Regions from separate parts of the Mus musculus genome. Here region 1 is linked to region 2. The links are chromatin contacts, called in public HiChIP or PLAC-seq maps. All regions are on one chromosome and are shown on one strand. The core of a region is the stretch at or near the end of the contact, and the rest is flanking DNA. Distances in the headings are between cores, read along the strand shown. Region 1 has its middle 16 kb from the start of Bmpr2. Region 2 holds the start of Nop58 (NOP58 ribonucleoprotein).

Region 1 (5,835 bases), core at 883-3,382, 64 kb before region 2:
AGATATAAAGAATACGCGTGCATATATTATATATATTTATTTTTAAAGTGTGTGTGTGTGTGTGTGTGTTATATATATTTATTTGTATTATTTTAATTTGTATATCAAAATATTAAATATATATTAAAATAATACAAATAAATTTTAACACCTATTATTGCCTTCTCCTAACAGATTCATTCTTTTTGGGGAGATTGTTTTGAGGATAATTCTTACATCAATCCTTTTCCTTTGTGTATCTGCTACCATCTAAAATGCTCTAAGAAATCCCCCAAAATGCCAGGGTCCATGTGGTGCACAATTTTAATCCCAGCACTTGGGAAACAGAGGCAGGTAGATCTCTCTATATGACAGGTGAATCTTAGGCTAGCCTGGAATTCAATGCAAGTTCCAAGCCAGCTAGAGTTACATAGTGAGACCCTGTCAAAACAAACAAACAAACAAACAAACAAACCAAACACACTTAAACTTAAGGCACTTATTCTTTTGAAAACATGGAATAAAAAGTGAAACTATAGAATTCAGGGTTCTTTTCTTCCCTCTCTCAAATGTCACACAATAATTTTTCCAGATACTAAAAATAAATATCTTAGCCAGGCAGTGGTGGCACATGCCTTTAATCCCAGCACTTGGGAGGCAGAGGCAGGCAGATTTCTGAGCTTGAGGCTAGCCTGGTCTACAGAGTGAGTTTCAAGACAACCAGGGCTACACAGAGAAACCCTGTCTCAAAAAACCAAATAAATAGATAGATAGATAGATAGATAGATAGATAGATACATAGATACATAGATACATAGATACATAGATACATAGATACATAGATACATAGATAGATAGATATCTTTAGAAAAATGTAGCAATTTCAAACTACACAAATGACTTCGTAGCTCAGCTTTACTCAGATGTGCTGAGTGCCAAGGTTTTATGTAAAACATCTGTAGGAAATCTCATTTGCCATTTTCTTGCCTTCCTACATCTCTCTATAATGATTTTTTTTTCCTTCCTGGACACAAAACTTTAATAATAATAATAATAATAATAATAATAATAATAATAATAATAATAATAAAAGATGCAAGCAAAGGGAACCTGAGTGACCCGGTCAGGAAGCAGTCTTCTAGTTAAAGGGTTAGTGATCATGTTACAGGTCACTGTCCACTGCTTATCTACTTAAGTGTTGCTGTCCTTATCCCTTGCATTTACTCTCAGTGTCCAGAAACACTGAATCTCTTCCTTGTTTGGTTCTGGGATTGAGCACATGCTAGGCAAGTTCTCTGCCACTGAGCTACATTCCCAGACTCCCTGAGTCTCTTACAGTTCTATGAACATAGCAAATCCCTTCCCAAAGTTTTACACACACACACACACACACACACACACACACACACACACACACACACACACACACACACACACTTTAAAAATAAACATTCAGCCGGGCGTGGTGGCGCACGCCTTTGATCCCAGCACTCGGGAGGCAGAGGCAGGTGGATTTCTGAGTTCGAGGCCAGCCTGGTCTACAGCAGGACAGCCAAGGCTACACAGAGAAACCCTGTCTCGAAAAACCAAATAAAAATAAAAATTCAGGGGCTGGAGAGATGACTCAGCAGTTAAGAGCACTGACTGCTCTTCTGAAGGTCACAAGCTCAAATCCCAGCAACCACACGGTGGCTCACAACCATCTGTCATGGGATTTGACGCCCTCTTCTGGTGCATCTGAAGACAGCAACAGTGTACTTAGATAAAATAATAAAATAAATCTTTAAAAAAAAATTCAGGGTCTCTCTCTGTTGCCCACTCTATCCTTGGAACTCCTAGGCTCAAACAGTCCTCCTACCTCAGCCTCTTATGAGGCTGGGACTACAGGTATAAGGTATACACTACCATGCCCTGCTCAAACTGTATCTTTGGTTTTTGGTTTGGTTTGGTTTTTGGTTTTTCAAAACAGGGTTTCTCTGTGTCACAGCCCCATCCCACTGTCCTGGAACTCACTCTGTAGAGTAGGCTGGCTTTGAACTCAAAGAGATCTATCTACCCACTTTTGCTTCCCAAATGCCGGAATTAAAGGCATGCACTACCATGTTGGGCTGAGACAGGGTTTCTCTGTAGCCCTTACTGGCTTGGAACAAGCTCTGTAGACCAGGCTGGCCTCGAACTTAAGATCCACCTGACTCTGCCTCCAGAGTACTCTCCAAGACTAAAGATGTACACCACAGAAATAAGTTTCACTTTGTAATACAGGCTGGCCTCAAACTCACTATCCTGCTGCCTTGGCCTCCTGCAGCACACAGCAGCACCATATCAGACTCTCCCCTTGTGCTCATCAGCTGAGGAATCTGATACTATCAGGGGGAGGAAGCAAAGTTGACGTCATAGCTTGAGGCCAGTCTAACTTTTTCCTGAGTGAATGTTTGCCCTGAAGGCCCCTTTGTCTCCTCTGAAAATGTCTTACTCTTCCTCTAAACTTCCTTATGTCTTCTGCTTCCTTCTCCAAATGAGGAGAATGTACAAACCTCTACATCTCCTTGGGTTATTGAGTTGTACGTCTTTCTGCTGGTCTATTGGTAGTTTATTGGTTGCTAGTCTATCTGTAGTCCTTAATTGTATCTGAGAGGAGGGAAAAGGTTCTTTGACACCTACAGATTGTGCTAGTGATTGCCTGGAGTTGGAAGGCAGTTGTGGGAGTTGGTAGTAAAGAGGCATGACTGCTGTTGACTAAAGAGTGTCTTGTTGCTGCGGGACACGAGCTGGAGTACCAGCAGTTGGAAAGCTGAAACAGGACAATTACATATTTTTATAGTTTTTATTCGCCTGATGTAATTGTCATATAATGCATTACTTTGTTTGTCACTCAATTAGACATCACTTTCAAACACAGGTGCTTCTTTCTACTAACTAACCTTACCTTCATTGTTTGGGATTAAGGGTATATTCTAAGGGCATGCTTATATTCCAGCCAAACGGATTAAAGGTATGTGTTAAGGGCTGAGCCACACCACAACTAGAAACAGTTTTTTTTTTTCACTAAATAATGTAATCCTGGGGTTAACAGTATGATCAAATATCCTTCAACAGGAGAATTATAATCTTGAGGCAACCCTGGACTATATAGTGAGACCTTCCCCCAACTCAGAATCTCAAGAGTTGGAACATAGCTCCTAGCGTATGCAAGGCCCTGAAGTTGATCCTCAACGTGGTATTTCTTTTTGGGTGAAGAAAATACTCTACACTTTCTAAAATTGGTTGTAATGGCAATCCAACAACTCTATGAGTATACTAAAAACCATTCTGTTGGACTGGGCATGATGGGGTGCACACATGTAATCCTAGCATTGTGAGTTCCAAGCCAGCCTGGTCTACATAGTAAGTTCCAGGCTAGCCAGGGCTATACAGAGAGATCCTGTCTCCAAACAAACAAAAAAAGGTTAATGGCGGCCAGCCAGATGGCTTAGCAAGATGGCACTTGCCACTCAATTTGATGACCTGAATTTGATCCTGGGAAAGCATGGGGTGTAAAGCGGAAACTGACTTCCACAACTTCCCAACAACTTTCATTTATTTGCATGTTGTGACATATATACACACCCTCTCAAACACACGAGATTAATTTTAAAATATCTAAAAAGAATATTTAAAAAGTAAGTAGGGCTGGTGAGATGGCTCAGAGGGTTAGAGCACCCGACTGCTCTTCCGAAGGTCCAGAGTTCAAATCCCAGCAACCACATGGTGGCTCACAACCATCCGTAACGAGATCTGACTCCCTCTTCTGGAGTGTTTGAAGACAGCTACAATGTACTTACATATAATAAATAAATAAATCTTTAAAAAAAAAAAAAAGTAAGTAAAGGGACCAGAGAGAGACGTCAGTAGTTAAAAGCACCGACTGCTCTTCCAGAGGTCCTGAGTTCAATTCCCAGCAACCACATGCTGGCTCACAAGCATCGGTAATGGGATCTGATGCCCTCTTCTGGTATGCAAGCATACATGTAGATAGAGCACTAATACATAAATAAAATAAAAATAAAGTAATAAACTGAACAAAAGTGTAAATGGGAAGCATTTTATTATTAACAATAAAATTATCAAAAGCCATCCCTAAGAAGGGCAGGAGTTTCAAAACAGCAGCAGCTCCTCTCATTCCTACATTAAACTTAGAGACAGTTTGAAACCAAGATGATAAAACTGGCCACTTCTTTCCCAAGGTCCTTTGTCTGACATTATCAGTATATTTATAAACAATTTAGTTCATTGAGAACAATGCCCAAGTCCTTATGTTGTTTTAAGATATAAACTAGGAACACAGATACAAAGATTAACAAACAAAATCTTAACTTTAGAACTCAAAGTGGGTTCTAGACTTTGTTGTGATTCCCTGTGACCTTTCTACTCCTTTTTTTTTTTTTTTGGTTTTTCCAGACAGGGTTTCTCTGTATAGCCCTGGCTGTCCTGGAACTCGCTTTGTAGACCAGGCTGGCCTCGAACTCAGAAATCCGCCTGCCTCTGCCTCCCAAGTGCTGGGAATAAAGGCATGCACTACTATGCCCGGCTCTACTCCCTTCTTAAACCCTTCTAGCAGTGTGCTGAGTAAGAGACAAAACTGTGGTAAGAGAATTCCTTATCATATAGTTACCAAGCACTCTGAGCCAACTTGCTTCAATGTCTTCTCAAAGAGTTCTCACCCCATGACTTCATCATTCAATCTCATGCAACTATTACTGCAGCCAAGATGATGGAACTGAGAAACCCTGGTGAGGATTTACCACAGCTTACAGCTGCTCTCCCTGTCAAAGAACCCAGGAAAGGGACACTAGTGAGATCAGAATGGAAAACCAGTGGCAAGAGTTCTGAACGAAGCTGTTGGCTCACTGGGTTACACCTCGAAAGTCAGCAAGCATTTTTAGACATGTTGCTTCAGCAGTAGGAAGGTGTTCTCCTAGAATAGTTCCAGGGAGAGGGACATCTAGAACTTGTTTTATCAACCAACAAAGCAAAGCTTATTTAAGTTTTGCAGATTACAAACCATCTCCATATCTTTTTTTTTATTATTATTTTTTATTGATTGGTTGGTTGGTTGGCTGGTTTTTTGTTTGTTTTGTCATTTTTGTTTTTTGTTTTATTTTTTCTTGCTTTGGAGTCTCCATGAGTGATCCAGAGCATGTGTCATCTCGTTGTCATAAAAATAGGGCTGGAGGTAGGAGGGGGCTGGAGATGGCACAGCAGTTAAGAGCACTGACTGCTCTCCCAAAAGCTCTGAGTTCAAATCCCAGCAACCACATGGTGGCTCACAACCACCAGTAATGAGATCTGATGCCCTCTTCTGGTGTGTCTGAAGACAGCTACAGTGTACTTAAGATATAATAATACATAAATCTTTAAAAAAAAATAGGGCTAGGGCTGTGGCTCAGCAGTAGAGCTCTTGCCTAGCATGGACAATCCTTGGTACCATCAAAATATAATAATAATAATAATAATAATAATAATTATTATTATTATTATTATTATTATTAAATAGACTGGGGAGATGACTCAGTGGACAAAGTGTTTTCTGTATAAGCATGAAGACCTGATTTTGGATCCCTAGCACCCACATAAAGACCAGGCATGGCAGGGAGCTGGAAAGATGGGTTACTGGTTAAGAGCACTGGCTGCTCTTCCAGAAGACCCATGTTTGATTCCCAACATACAGGGTGACTCCCAAGGATCTCTAACTCCAGTTCCAGAGGATCTGATGACCTCTTCTGGCCTCTGCAGGCAGTAGATATGCCCACGGTGCGAAAACATGCATGTGCATAAAATATAAATAAATAAATCTAAACAAAAAGAAAGAAGTTGGGC
Region 2 (5,638 bases), core at 2,926-5,425:
TAGCCGGTAATTGTCAGGTCTAGATCACAGAACAGTTACATATTAACATTTATGGGTTATCCTTGACTATGCAGCAAATGAGGTCAGCACCAGATATATATTTCATTCTCTCATATGTGTGTGTGTATATATGTGTGTGTGTGTGTGTATATATATATATATATATATATCAATTAACTTTTATCTCTATGCTTTTATCTTATGTACATGGGTGTTTTGCCTGCATGTCTGTGCACCAGTTGCCAGAGGAGATGGGTTCCCTGAAAGGTTATTACAGAGGGTTGTGAGCTGAACGTAGGTGTTGAGACTTAATCTAGGTTCTCTGAAAGAACAACCAGGACTCCTAAGGGCTGAGCTATCTCTCTAGCCTCAGAGTTTAATTTTAATCAAACAAACTTGAAAGACTGAAGAAATCAAGCAATAGAGCTACCAATTACAAAACAGTGCTGGTGTCAAAAATTGTAAGCTACAACTTGTACTGTATAGCATACACCAGTTGAATTAGTTATTTTATTTTGTATATGATATAGACCCATGAGTATATATTAGAAGTTATCTTACCCACACAAAAGTCTCAATTTCTAATTGTTCTGAGACTCATTGCTCACCAACTGTCAAGAAAAAAATTGAGAGTAACTCTTGAAAAATTCACATTTTCTTCTATTTAAAAAGAAAATATTAGAAGATAACAGATTAACAGAACTGTCGTATTTGGAAGGTTTATTTTTACCACCATTCGCTTTATTTTATATGAATGTGTTTGCCTGAATTCATGTATGTGTACCACTTGCATGCCTGCTGTTGGAGGTCAAGAGTGTCCCCTAGAACTGGAGGTACAAATAGTTGTGAGGCACCATGTGACTGGGTGTCAGGAAGCTGGGTCCTCTGCAAGAACAAGTGCTCTTAGCCACTAAGCCATCTCTTTAGCGCCAAATTATCATCATTCTTAAAACTAAAGTTAAAGCAACAAAGAAAATGTAATAAAAGCATGATGATTAATAGTTATCCAAATATTTAGAAAATGTGTAGAGCAAACAAAACTTTGGCTATACCCAATCATGCTACCATATATCCTTATATTGTTTCTAGTAACAACAGTTTGAACAAAATAAAGTTTTCGGCCAGGTGTGCGGTGACACACACCTTTAATCCCAGCATTTGGGAGGCAGAGGCAAGTGGATTTCTGAGTTCGAGGCCAGCCTGGTCTACAAAGTGAGTTCCTAGACAGCCAGGGCTATCCAGAGAAACCCTGTTTCAAAAACCAAAAATAAATAAATAAATAAATAAAAATAAAGTTTTTATAGTTGTCTAATTTTTAAAAAAATTATTAATTTGGGGCTAGTGGTAAGAGCACTGACTGCTCTTCAGAGGCAGAGGTCCTGAGTTCAATTCCCAGCAACCACATGGTGGCTCACAACCTGAAGACATAGTACACTGCAAGTAGGCAGCAGTCTAAGCAGTAGTTGGAACACTCACTGCCTAACCCAAGCATGAGGAAGTAGTCAATGTAACTGAAGATATTTGGAATGTCTGGAATTTGAACCTAGGGCCACACATGCCAGGCAAGTGTTTTACTATGAGCTCTATCCCTAGCCCTCTTTTTAACTTTTATTTTGTGACACGATCTCATTAAGTTACTTGCATAACTGGAACTTTTGGTCAGGATTCTTGTCTTCCCTTCCAGGAATTATAATTCATTAGTACAGGCATTAGTCTGTGCCAACAGGGCTTTCTCTCAAAATCTAATTTATATTCTAGCATTTTGAAAGATCATGGAAAAAGAAGGCAGCAACTAGTATTATCTAATTTTTGGAGGGATTCACAAAAAAAAAATTCTTCACCTACAGAAAGTATACAATTCCCTTCTCACAAACTGCAATCACTAGCACTAGGTCTAGAACATGCCTATTTCTAGGTAAGGGATTGCTAAATACCAAATAATTATAAACTGAAAACTTCACCATAATACTCAAAACTTTCCAATAGAGTAGTAACACAGCATATTTATCACAAAAAATCACTGAATACTACATGTAATATGACCTAATAAGTAAATAAATAGAATGTTTAGCACATAGCATACTTACTCTACCTCATTGTTCCCCACAGCTCAATAGCATCTCATTGTAGGAAGATGCCACTGTTAGACCAACTCTGTACTAATAAACTTGTAAGCTATTTCTTATACTGAGAAATAGCTCAGTGACTAAAAGCACCAACTGCTCTTCCAGAGACCTGGGTTCAAATCTCAGCACCCCCATGGCAGCTCACAATTATCTGTAACTCCAAGGTCTGACAGCTCAGAGACACATGCAGGAAAAACACCAATGCACATAAAATAAGAAAAAGCAAACAACAAAAAGACCAAAAACCTTTCCGTATTTAAATAAGGGACACTCAAGTTAATAGAAGCCATCTAGACTTCTCCCCTAACTTTCATGCTGGTAATTATGAACTCCCTGGTTTACACAATTACATCAGGATAGCTCATGAGCAAGCCTCACATAGACCAAACTGGAAATGGTGAATACCATGTCCCCAACAACTCCATGTCTTACTTAAAACAAAAACCCCCTTCAATCCTACTGCTTGCAGTCCAAATTTCTGTATTCAAGCAGACTCACTGAATAATTTTAAAAAAAGGACATGACAGTCCTAGGCACGAGAGGTTTCATTATAGATACCAGGGGAAGAATACAGCCAGAGGCATCTAGAAGTGTCCTGAAAGCAGGGACATGAAAGAAGAGAGCAACAGAAAACAGAAGACCAAGAGAAAGCTGTATAGCTGGCTTGGTTATACAGGAATCAATGAAGCTGGGGAAAGGGTTCCAGCTCAGTTTCTGGGCTGAAGAATGTACAGCCCAGTCAGCCTTGCCATGATAATAAGCACCTCAGCATTTGTCCTGAGACCTAACAACATTCATGTTGTCTACATTAAAGCACAGTATACCTTCCTCCTCCTCCTGTTATCATCACATAGTAAAATAATCTTTAAAGAAAACAAACTATAGCTGGGCGGTGGTGGCCCACGCCTTTAATCCCAGCACTTGGGAGGCTGAGGCAGGCGGATTTCTGGGTTCGAGGCCAGCCTGGTCTAAAGAGTGAGTTCCAGGACAGCCAGAACTACACAGAGAACAACTGTCTTGGAAAAACAAAGCCACTCACTACTCAAAACCTTCCAATCATGCCTGGAAGGACCCTGATCTTGGACCCCAGCTTTAATCTAGTTAAATATAAATGAAATGTTAGGGGCCAGCCAAGCCTACATAGGGAAAGCCTGCCTCAAAAGTAAATAGAGTCTGGCGGTGATGATGCACACCTTTAATCCCAGTACTCAGGACGCAGAGGTAGGTGGATCTCTGAGTTCAAGGCTAGCCAGGTCTACAGAGGGAATTCCTGGAAAGCCTGAGCAGCACAGTGAAACCCTATCTGGAAAAGCCCAAAATAAATATCTGAGGCTGGAGCGATAACTCGGCGGTTAAGAGCACTGACTGCTCCTCCAGAAGTCCTAGTTCAAATCCCAGCAACCACATGGTGGCTCACAACCATCTGTAATGGGATCTGTAGCCCTCTTCTGGTGTGTCTGTTGACAGCTATAGGGTACTCATATACATAAATTAGATAAACATTAAACCGATCTTGGATTGGAGGTGTAACTAGGTGACAGGGCGCTGATCTAACATGTACAAAGCCTCAGGTGATTAAATGAACGCTTTATTGTCACTTGTAAAAAAGGGTCCTGCCCATTTTTTAAACTGAGTAAAGCAGAGGTCGCCCTAAATTCGGAGAAGCCACGTGTTCACCTGAACCAGCGGGCTCTTGATTTTTCACATCTTTTCGGAGCCCGGGGACTTGAAGACACTAAAATGTGTTCCGTTGTTCGTCTCTCCTTAAATCTTACCCAGCTCTCTGTCCCACATAAGCCTCTTAGCTCAACAACTCCATCTCACCTACCTTAAAGATGGCGTAGCCAACGGACGTTTCAAACAGGACCAACATGATGAGACCAGGTCAGGGCGGCGCTACGCGGCTAGCCGCGAGCCCTTACGCCACTGCAAATGACTACCTTTCAGTCGCTGAAGACCCGCTAGGCCTTGGACGCGGGGGAGCGCAAACGCCGTCGCCTCCCCGCGGACGAACAGACCACGTTGCTCAGCCGCTCCACACCTCTCCTCGTGGAGCAGCAAATATGCGAGTCTCCTTCTCTAAGAATTCTGGGAAGTAACGTCACTTCTGGTCGCTCAATGCCGCAGAGCGTGAGATCATTTCCGGGTTTTTCCCGCCCACAGTAGAATCCGGAAAGAGACGGCCTTAAAATATCGCGAGACTTTTTTTTTTTTTTTTTTTTTAAGTTTTGGACTGTGGCTGGAAGCTGTCAGTTTATTAGGTCATGTAAAGAAGAAAAAGTTCTGTGTACATTATATTTTGTATTATATATAATATATAAATTACATGTGTATAATTTACAGCACACAAAACGATTTACAACACATTATGCTATGCCCCGCCCCGCCATGTAAAGGACATTTTATTTTAAAACAACACAGAACACTTTTTCTTGATGAGGACGTGCACTCGGGTCCCATCAGTGAGTTCCACGGGATCTGACCTGGAACCGGAGTTGTAGGCAATTGTAAGCCGTCACGTTGGTGCTGGGAACCCAACCAGGTCCTCTGCAAGGGAAGCAAACTTTTATAACCAGCAACATTTCCTGGTGGTTCTTCTCTGGTCAAACAGGTTTTTAGCAAAGATTTCTTTTATAGCTATAAATATAGATATTTTCGGAGGCGGGAAGGGTTGTGTTTAAAATGATTCCAAGGTATGAATTTATGTATGTCTCAATGTAATTTCTTTTATGGAAACTTTCAGCCTCAGTGGCTGGATTTACTTTAAAACAAAGTCTTATGTATCTTAGACTAGCCTCAAACTCAGTAGGAAGTAGAGAATGACCTTGCTCAAAAACAATTTGTTTGTTTGAGACAAGGTCTCCATGTAGCCTTGTAACTATCTCTTGTAACTAGGTAGACCAGAGAAGTTTGAGTCATAGAGGTCCTCCCACCCCCACCTCCACAGTAGTGAGGTTACAGGCATATGCCACCACACCAACTTTATTGGTGCTGGGGATGGAACCAAAGGTTGGGTTCCATACATGGTAGGCAAGCACTCTACTAACTGAGCCATATCCCTAGCCTTGCTTTGGCTTTTTGAAAAAGGACCTCAGTATCTAGACCAGGTTGGCCTTGAATCATTGTCCTCCTGCCTCAGCCTTCAGAGTGCTAAGATTAGATATATCTGTGTGGCTATGTACTTTCAATGACAAGATTTAAATACCCCAGTTCTTCACAAATCTAGCTTCCAATAGCTGTAGAACGTTCCTAGTTGCCTAGTTCTAAACATTAATTTTGGATCTACAGAAAACTGTGGAAGATTAACCAACTTGACGTTCTGTAACACTTTTACAGTATGAATGAAGAGGAAAGAGTATCCTTGTTTGGACAGCAGAAAAGATGGACATATGGGGAATACAAGGGGATTCCTAGGGCTGCAGGCAAGAGCAGAATTGATTATAGCTACAGTTACATTTACCATATTTAGGGAGACAAGAGAAAGCAATAGAAGAAGAGAACAACAGTACAAT

The links. HiChIP or PLAC-seq counts read pairs in DNA pulled down with a chosen protein or histone mark.
Region 1: a contact with region 2 is called in an H3K27ac HiChIP or PLAC-seq map of embryonic stem cells, with 6 read pairs. The contact joins the enhancer-like site here to the promoter of Nop58 in region 2. A contact is called at or near these places in 4 of 39 promoter capture datasets (the 3T3-L1 cell line, hematopoietic stem and progenitor cells, macrophages and 1 more), 1 of 484 Hi-C or Micro-C datasets (B cells), 5 of 115 datasets of contacts at active chromatin or transcription factors (the SCID.adh cell line, embryonic stem cells and extraembryonic endoderm stem cells) and 3 of 9 other capture datasets (adipose tissue, liver and pancreatic islet).

What each region holds. Positions count from the first base shown.
Region 1 is chr1:59,745,743-59,751,577 of GRCm38.p6, reverse strand. No RefSeq gene overlaps it. Among named protein-coding and RNA genes, the nearest start is that of Bmpr2, 16 kb to the left of the region's middle. Within about 2 kb of position 2,132, at least 12 of the 459 cell types and tissues checked have an H3K27ac peak or open chromatin away from gene starts, as enhancers often do. A contact at or near this core is called in embryonic stem cells and stem cell-derived epiblast-like cells, where this site is marked.
Region 2 is chr1:59,683,543-59,689,180 of GRCm38.p6, reverse strand. Nop58 (NOP58 ribonucleoprotein) reads right to left here and starts at 4,175. Exons shown (of 15, transcript NM_018868.2): 1 at 3,955-4,175. The coding sequence starts at 3,999.